Regions from separate parts of the Zea mays genome. Here region 2 is linked to region 1. The links are chromatin contacts, called in public Hi-C maps. All regions are on one chromosome and are shown on one strand. Each heading gives the region's core, a stretch centred on a gene start, on an enhancer-like site or on the middle of the called end of the contact. The rest is flanking DNA. Distances are from core to core; before and after follow the strand shown. Region 1 holds the start of LOC103646446. Region 2 holds the start of LOC103646447 (subtilisin-like protease SBT1.7).

Region 1 (4,358 bases), core at 620-3,119:
AGAAGCAAATATCCAGGATTGCTTCAACCATTACCTGTTCCTAAAACTGCATGGCAGATAATCAGTTTGGACTTCATCGAGGGTCTTCCCAAATCCATCAATGCTGATACTATTTTGGTGGTAGTCGACATGTTCTCTAAATATGCTCATTTTGTGCCACTTCTTCATCCATTTTCAGCATTGAAAGTAGCTCAATTATTTCTAGATTCGGTTTACAAGTTGCATGGTTTGCCCCAATCCATTGTCTCAAACCGTGATAAGATTTTTACAAGTTGGCTGTGGCAGGAACTCTTCAGATTATCAGGCACCACATTGAAGTTGAGTTCTTCCTATCATCCTCAAACGGACGGGTAGACCGAGCGTGTTAATCAGTGTTTGGAAACCTTTCTTTGCAGCTTTTCACACGCTTGTCCAAAGAAGTGGGTTCATTGGCTATCTCTGGCCGAGTACTGGTATAATACTAGTTTTCATTCTTCACTGGGCAGGTCTCCCTTTGAGGTACTATATGCAAGGTCTCCATGACACTTTGGGCTCTCTACAGCTGATACGACGACACAACTCGATCTGCAGACTTGGTTAGATCAGCGTGAGCTTATGGTGAAGTTGGTACGACAACACCTTCACAGAGCCCAACAAAGGATGAAGTTTCAAGCTGATAAGAATCGGACTGAACGAGAGTTCAAAGTAGGCGATATGGTGTATCTCAAGCTCCAGCCTTATGTGCAAACATCGGTGGCCACTCGAGCAAACCATAAACTCAGTTTTAAATACTTTGGTCCGTATCCCATTGTCCAATGCATTGGAGCTGTTGCTTACAAACTTCAACTGCCCCCTTCAGCTACCATTCATCCGGTGGTCCATGTGTCTCAGCTCAAGCGTTCGGTGGGTCCTCAAGCAGTGAGTGCAACCCTTCGCGATGCTACCACTCATCTTCAGGTTCCTCTGCACATTATCGACTGTAGGGTGGTGCTTCGCGGAGGCAAATCTGTTCGGCAGGTGCTGATTGGGTGGTCAAACTCCGGTGCATCACTTTCGACTTGGGAAGATGAGGAGGCTTTACGTATCCAATTTCCATCAGCGCCAGCTTGGGGTCAAGCGACTTCTCAAGGGGAGGAGAATGTCAGCATACCATCGGCTTCAGTACACTCTGAACACCAATCGGCAAGCGCAGGAACGAATGAAGCTGCTGTTGGAAGGATGGGCCGTCGCGTGCGCAGGCCTAATACATGGGTGACGGGAGCCGAAGGATGACTTGACTAATGGGCCGTGGGCCGTGTCAAATATATTGTTATACAAATACTCGATGAGATGCTGGTAATAGAGTTGTCGAATAACAGAACAATATTCGTCCATTTCTTCCGCTCTTCTTCCTCGGACCTCTCCTGCTCTCTTCCTCATATGCGGTGACATTCACGATGAAGGTGCGTGACACCAGAGCTCTCCCAAACGAAGCGATAACTTCTTTACTCCTACCTCCATCCTACGTCCTAAAAAATGTAAATATGGTATCCTAAAGTTTCTTAATTTTAACCAAACATGTATAAAAATAATTTTTTTAACCAAATAGATATAAAAATATTAATATCTATGATATATAATAAACATTACTCACTTCGTTATAAAATATAATTTATTTTAGATTAAAAATATATTTATTAATTATTCTACAAATGTAGTTGGTATATATGTCTATATTTATTATCGTAAAAATAAATATAGACCGAAAAAGACTAAAAACTATATTTTAAAACAGATGGATACTAGATTAATTATGTAATGTGTTTTTATAATAAATTTAACCAAAGATTGGAACGTACATAGTAATATCTTCTACGAACTTAGTTAAATTTAGATTCCTTAACTTGAAACGAGGTTTACATTATTAAATAGATGGAGAAAATATCGAACTGTTCATACATATCACTCTCAAACAAACTTCCTTTTATTTTCTGTCAAATAAAAACAAAGCTTATATAATTCAGGCACACCAACCCGACTCCGTTTGACGCGGCTCCGATGGTCACAACCGGCGCCCTCGTCGCCGGCGCCGCAGTCAACACCTGAGACCTCGTCCTGCCTGCCTGGGGTTCGATTCGCACGCCCTCTGTTTATTTTTATCCATTCCTCATCTCCGATTTTGTTTGCTTTATTTGCTCTCGCCGCATCTGATTCCACCACCGCGGGAATGGATTGGGCGCGGCAGAAGGGCGTGAGCTTGCCGCTGCCGCGATCCGAGTACGAGCCCCCGCGGATGCATTATCAGCATGCCGGTAGCCGCAGCCGCATGCCGCCGTTCGCACGCGGCGGCGGCGCCTACAGCCGCGGACAGAAACAGTTCTACCCGCCGCCACCTCCTCCCCTCCCGGCGGCCGCGCTGCCTCTGCTGCCGCAGAACAAGCATGAGGTGCTCATGGAAGCCGGCCGCCTCGCTGCCGAGTACCTGGTGGCGAAGGGCGTGCTCCCTCCTGGCTCCTTGCAGCAGCGCGGCAGCACAGTCGTCGCTGGTGGGTGGGGCCAGCTACCGCCTCCACCTCCACCGCCGCTTTCGGTGACACAGGAAGCCCCAGCATACCATATCGCCAGGAATAGCCGGCGGCAGATCGATGATGAGCGTGGTATTCGTAACGCCCGCTCACGGCGGAACCGTGGTGGCGACTACAGTAGCAGCAACGGTAGTAACTATAATGGAAGGGGGAAAAGGAAATTTGGGGCTGACAATAAGTATTCAGATTGGACAAAGGATAGGGGGAGGAACAGGCGGTATTCTGATATCCGGAGTTATGATGATGAGGATGATGATGGGGCTCCTCCTGGGTTCAAAAGGGAGCGCCAAAGCGGTGGTGGGATTGACGAGGTTGGTAGTAGCATGTCGGGGGTAGCTTGGGAGGGGCCATCATCGAAGGTGGAGGCGATGGGGGAGTCGGAGCTGGAGGATACTGGGTCAAAGGCTAGTTCTAACAGCAATATCCAGCAGAAAGCTAGTGCTTTGCAAGAGGTGGAGGATGAAAATGAGGCAAACAAAATGCAGGAGAACAGTGTGGTGTCTAATTCAGACGTAGCTGAGCAAGCATTGAATGGTGAGGATAATAGCAACAATGATTCTTCTGCTGGTGTTGAAGAGGCAGGGACAAAACATTTGCCAGTATCCTCAGGTGAAAAGGTCTCAGATGGGAGGCTTGAACATAGCGGTGTTCTGAATGACAAGGTTGAAGATGACAGTACTTTGCATGAGAAGTCTGAAGATGACACAATGTCGGAAGAGGTCTCTGTTATGGAGAGCAATTTGCCTAATGACGCTAGAAATTTGCTAAACTATTGTAGTTTTGCAAGAGTTCCAACAAGACCACGAACAGTGCTTGCAAACAGGAATGTTGGACCAGGTCAAAGAGAAATTACTGTGTCTGAACAGCTCAATTTGGTTACTTCTGAAGAAATATCCAATATGGCAATGGATGGAGAAGCTAACACTAATTCCATAACTAGCATCGAGGAAGGCAGTAAAGTTGAGCTGGTTGGCCAAGACCAAGAACATGCTGAACAAAGCGCTATCTGCAATCAAGTGGCAGAATCAGTGGCATTCCATGAAAAGGAAACTCGAGGTGAAACTGAAGAAAAGGAAGAACAGAAGAACATCCCTCAACATTATGAAGTTGAGGATAATAAGGAGACAAACGAACTGTGTCCTACATTTGCTTCTTCTCAGAATAACCAAAGCGCTATCTGCAATCAAGTGGCAGAATCAGTGGCATCCCATGAAAAGGAAACACAAGGTGAAACTGAAGAAATGGAAGAACAGAAGAACATCCCTCAACATTATGAAGTTGAGGATAATAATGAGACAAATGAACTGTCTCCTACATTTGCTTCTCAGAATAACTTCAATTTGCAAGTTGAGAAAGGAATACAAATCTACAATTTAGATACACCGCCACAAGATGAATTGTTGATCGATCCACCCGATAAAGGGAAAACAGTTGATTCGGAGTTATTACCTAACATCAAAGCAGAAGATGCTGTTACAGTGGAAGAGGAAAAGATTGGCCAGTCTAGCTCATTTAAAATACGTGATCTCAACCTGGTTGGTAGTCCAGAGGTTGTTGACATGCGAGGTGACCCTCGTTTAGGCCAAAGCTCTACTGCTGGATGTCCAGTAGACCTACAAGATAATCAACAAGTTGAGTTTGAAACAGCTCTTGGTAACAACCCGAATAATACTGACACATGTGCCCCCTTTCTGTTGGGAAATAAGTCAGTTCAAGTTATTGATATCGAAGATGACATACCAATTGAAGCCGGTGCTTGTGACACGTCAAAATCAAAGTGAGCTATTCTTCTCTGCTGTTTCATCCTGGTGAAAG
Region 2 (4,358 bases), core at 1,157-3,656, 130 kb before region 1:
GGTGACTCTAAATTGAACTAGCAGAATCTATAGTTTTTTAGGAAACCTATTCTGATTAATCCTAGACAGATGTAATAGAAAATATATGACAATCTTGATAATATAGCAGCTACTTAGGTTTTGGAGTTGGGACTACCCTAATACACAACTTTTCTCCTTTTGGTCTTTTTCCCTCTCTACATAAAGAAAGAATAAACATCTTTTTCTATGCTAGGAACATAAGGTTACGAACACTTTTCTTGTGACAGTTTGGTAGTTCCGTTCTTTAAACTGGGCCCAGATAGAGGGACAATGTTGGGCTAGGCTTATAACCTTTTTTTTTCTCTTCATATCCTTTCATTCTCTTTTTTCCAACTTCTTAGCATCTTAAAGATTTGTCTTTTGGATAAAGGAAACCTCTATCAAAACCAAGACAACTACATGGAGCCATTGAGGCATAACCACGACACATGCTTCCCAATCTTTGATTTTTTTTTTTTTGGTCTTGGTTTGTAAAAGTTGTCCTGGACCATATAACCTGAGAGTTGGAAGTAAGCATCAAACTTTGCTTTAGAGCGCATACGCATGAAGCGCACAGTTTGTTATTAATATACTACCTCCGTTTTTTTAGTTGTCGCTGGATAGTTCAATTTTGCACTATCCAGCGACAACTAAAACGAAACCGAGGGAGTATTTGCTTAATCTTTAGATAAGGTCTATAGAAACAAGAGCGGCCAACCCTGACCCTTTTTTTCATTTTTTTAATCGTTGGTGGTGGCCTTGTGTCCACAGCAAGCAAAAGCCGCACGCTTGACACACACCAACCGCGCTAAGAGTTAGTAATCGACCTAAGCAGAGCATCATCGCCACCCTTCACCTTTGCATCATGCTGCCGTGCCGGCCTCCTCGCTTCATAATCACACACCAATGATCAGTAATCGCCACTGGAAAAAAAAAAGAGAGAGAGAGAGGCTTTGCCAGGACAGTTGCCACCCTTTACAACCAATGCTACTATGGTGCCGTATCAAATAGCTCCGTGAATCATTTGTTCACATCGCGAGTCGAGAACCGAACACCATCCATATAGGTCATCTTCACTCTCCCGCCTTCTATTTTAAACTTCACTCTATAAACAATAAACTCTATTATGCAAAAGAGTGTTTTGTACCGGCGTGTACAAGTTCCGAGTCCCGACGGAGTCAGCCTAAACAGTGATACCAATCTCCTGTACTTGTGTCCAGCTGCATGTATGGAGCTATCTCGCAATTACGAGTGCACTGTGCCGTATACGCAGTGAGTTCACAGGAAGCGAAGTTTGGAGTAACCGAACTGTGGAACAGTGCGATGGCAGGTTTATATATATATATATATATATATATATATATATATATATATATATATATATATATATATATATATATATATATATATATATATATATATATATATATATATAGGCACACACACATACACATACTGATTTGATTTGGAGCTCACAGGCAGCAAGCAACCGATCGATCCCTGATGATCTGTACAGTGCCGGGCTGTTGGTTGATGTGTTGCCATGCCATCGTCGTCAGGAATTAGAATCTGTTACGCTAGAAACTCGGGATCGATGAATGTGCGTGCGACCGCGCTGCGCTGTTCCGCCTGGAATCTTTGCCCTACTCACCAAAGTTTCAGTTCAGACAGACATGTAGTAGTAACTAATTGTTCAGAAACCCAGAGCAAGGAAAAGAAAGGAAAGAAAGATCGACGGCCTCAAAAAAAAAACTGCCTCTAAATTCCGGGCCGCGTCGTCGTCAGTGGTTGCAGAGTTCGTTACGCGAGAAGAGTAAATTGAATGGAGAATGCAACCCGGAATCGGAGCCCGTCACCACGCGAGCCGGCGAGAGAGAGAGAGCTCAGAACTGAAGCAAGGACGACGCGGTCGTCACGCTGCACTGTTCCAGGCCCCAGAGGTCTCACTCACTCAGTCACCGGTCGCTCTCAGTGCTCGCTGCCCGCCTATATATCTAATTATCTATCATCCAGTCCAGTCCGGCGGCGAGAAGGCGGCCGGCGGTGGTGGAGCACAAGGCCGGAGAAAAGGAGCACATCATGAAAGGAAGGGAAGGCAGCTATGACCGCAGCACGTACCGAACACCATCCCTCCAATCCCTGAATGCATGCCATGATGCCAGCCTGCAGCCTGAGTGAGTGCACGCAGCACCCACAGGCCACAGTAGGCAGCACAGCACTGCATGACTGCGCTGTTGTTTTCCATGCTCTGCTGTTCCTGCCTGTTGCGCAGCGGTTCCACGCGATCGTATCAACAGGAAACAGATAGCACGTCCATACCCAAATGGCGCCCCCGCTTCTTTCTTTCCTGCATCTCTTTGAGGTGGCGATAAGTCGATAACGGCAGTTGGCTCAGCAGGACAGGACAGCAGCTTGGCTTGAAAGTGGAAAGCACTAGTCTGCAATTGCGTAACGAACTGACTGGCGAGTAAACAAGGTGTGTGTGTGTGTGTGTGTTAGCAAGCACTGTAAAGGCAGGAGAATAAGAGCGGCGCTGCCGTGGGCGGAAAGCAAGTCTGGCGACATGGACGCGCACCAGACGCCGATTACATATATATAGTTTACATATGCACAGTACATTGCTTTCGTGAAAGGCTAATGGCACTGTACAATGATTGCAACGTCAACAGACATGCAGGCCACCCATGGGGCCGTTCCTGACTTTTCAGGGACCCAATACGAAATCCGATATTGAGGTCCTACCCACACACAAATATATATAATTATATATATATATATATATTATCAAATATTTGACATATAAAAATTATTATGCACTATTTTGAAGTTTATAAGATAACAAATGTAAAATATAGCAAAAAACACTTGTTATCTGATATTATTAAAAATATCTTCTAACATTTTGTGATACAAAGTCATCTTTTATATCATTGAGATCAATCTGATCCAACAACTTTTTTCCGATATATAAAATCGTCAAGCCATTTAACATCTTTTGAGTTATTGTTGACCAAAAATAGTTAAAAAACATTTCAATTTTTAAAAGCTTCTCTCTGCCGAAGCAACCATCATATGTATAGTTTATAATACTCTCCCTATATCAAAATAGAATTTGTTTTGCTTCTTTAGTGGATTCATCATCATCAATATAAACATAAAAATCAAGAACTAAAACAAATACTATTTTGAAACGGATGAAGTATTCGATAAGTAATTGAGACAGTTTAAAAATATAAGCGAGACTAGTCGATAACTCGATAGCGCATCACTTCTTTACGTATTTGTGCCTATAATAGATGTGTTCAATAGAAAAAATGCTACCATACAATAGCTGGGGGCCTGTATTTTTTTGGGCCCGTGCGGCCGCACCCTCTGCACCCCACGGCCACAGGTACGGCCCTGGCCACCCATGGCCGCCATGGGATCCATTATATAATGTGTGTGTGTTTGTACTATCCACTGCACCGGCGAGACGCGACGGCGAGTGCTCTCCACTTGTAGCATCCACTCACTCAACTCTCCACTCCGCTGATGATGATGCATAAGAAGCGGCAGCTCTGAGCCCAAGCGTCGATTCAGCTCAGCGCGCAGCTCACTTCATCCGGCGTCGATTCAGCTCAGCGTACCAGTTGGGGCTGCCTCTGACGCCCGCGATCATGTTTCCCGCCGCGCCGTTCGGGGCCATCAGCCTCTTGCTGCTGGCGTGCGCCGCTGCGGCTGCGGCGGCGGACGGTGAGCGTCGACCGTACATCGTCCGCATGGACGCGGAGAAGATGCCGGCGCCGTTCGTGGAGCACGAGGGGTGGTACCGCTCGGTGCTGTCGTCGCTGCCGTCCGGCGCGGCGCCGCCGGTTCACCTGTACACGTACACGCACGTCATGCACGGGTTTAGCGCGGTGCTCAACTCGCGGCAGCTGGAGGAGCTCAAGGGCGTGGACGGGCACGTGGCCGCGTTCCCGGAGACGTACGGCCGGCTGCACACCACGCACACGCCGGCGTTCCTCGGGCTGGTGAGTGGCGGCTCGGGCGTCTGGCCGGCGTCCAAGTACGGCGACGGCGTCATCATCGGGATCGTCGACACGGGCGTCTGGCCCGAGAGCGAGAGCTTCAGCGACGCCGGCATGGGCCCCGTCCCGGCGGGGTGGAAGGGCGCGTGCGAGGCCGGCCAGGCGTTCAGGGCCTCCGCGTGCAACCGGAAGCTCATCGGGGCGCGCTCTTTCAGCAAGGGCCTCAAGCAGCGCGGCATCACGGTCTCGCCCGACGACTACGACTCGCCGCGGGACTACTACGGCCACGGCTCGCACACGTCGTCCACGGCGGCCGGCGCCGCCGTCGGCGGCGCGAGCTACTTCGGCTAC

Evidence for each region. A called contact is a pair of places that touch in the nucleus more often than the background predicts.
Region 2: a contact with region 1 is called in a Hi-C map of leaf, with 5 times the contacts expected there. The contact joins the promoter of LOC103646447 here to the promoter of LOC103646446 in region 1. A contact is called at or near these places in 8 of 25 Hi-C or Micro-C datasets (bundle sheath, ear, endosperm and 3 more).

Annotation. Positions count from the first base shown.
Region 1 is chr2:53,042,261-53,046,618 of Zm-B73-REFERENCE-NAM-5.0, reverse strand. It overlaps LOC103646446, which reads left to right and starts at 1,869. Exons shown (of 4, transcript XM_008671180.4): 1 at 1,869-4,320. The coding sequence starts at 2,186.
Region 2 is chr2:53,174,986-53,179,343 of Zm-B73-REFERENCE-NAM-5.0, reverse strand. LOC103646447 (subtilisin-like protease SBT1.7) reads left to right here and starts at 2,406. Exons shown (of 1, transcript XM_008671183.4): 1 at 2,406-4,358. The coding sequence starts at 3,657.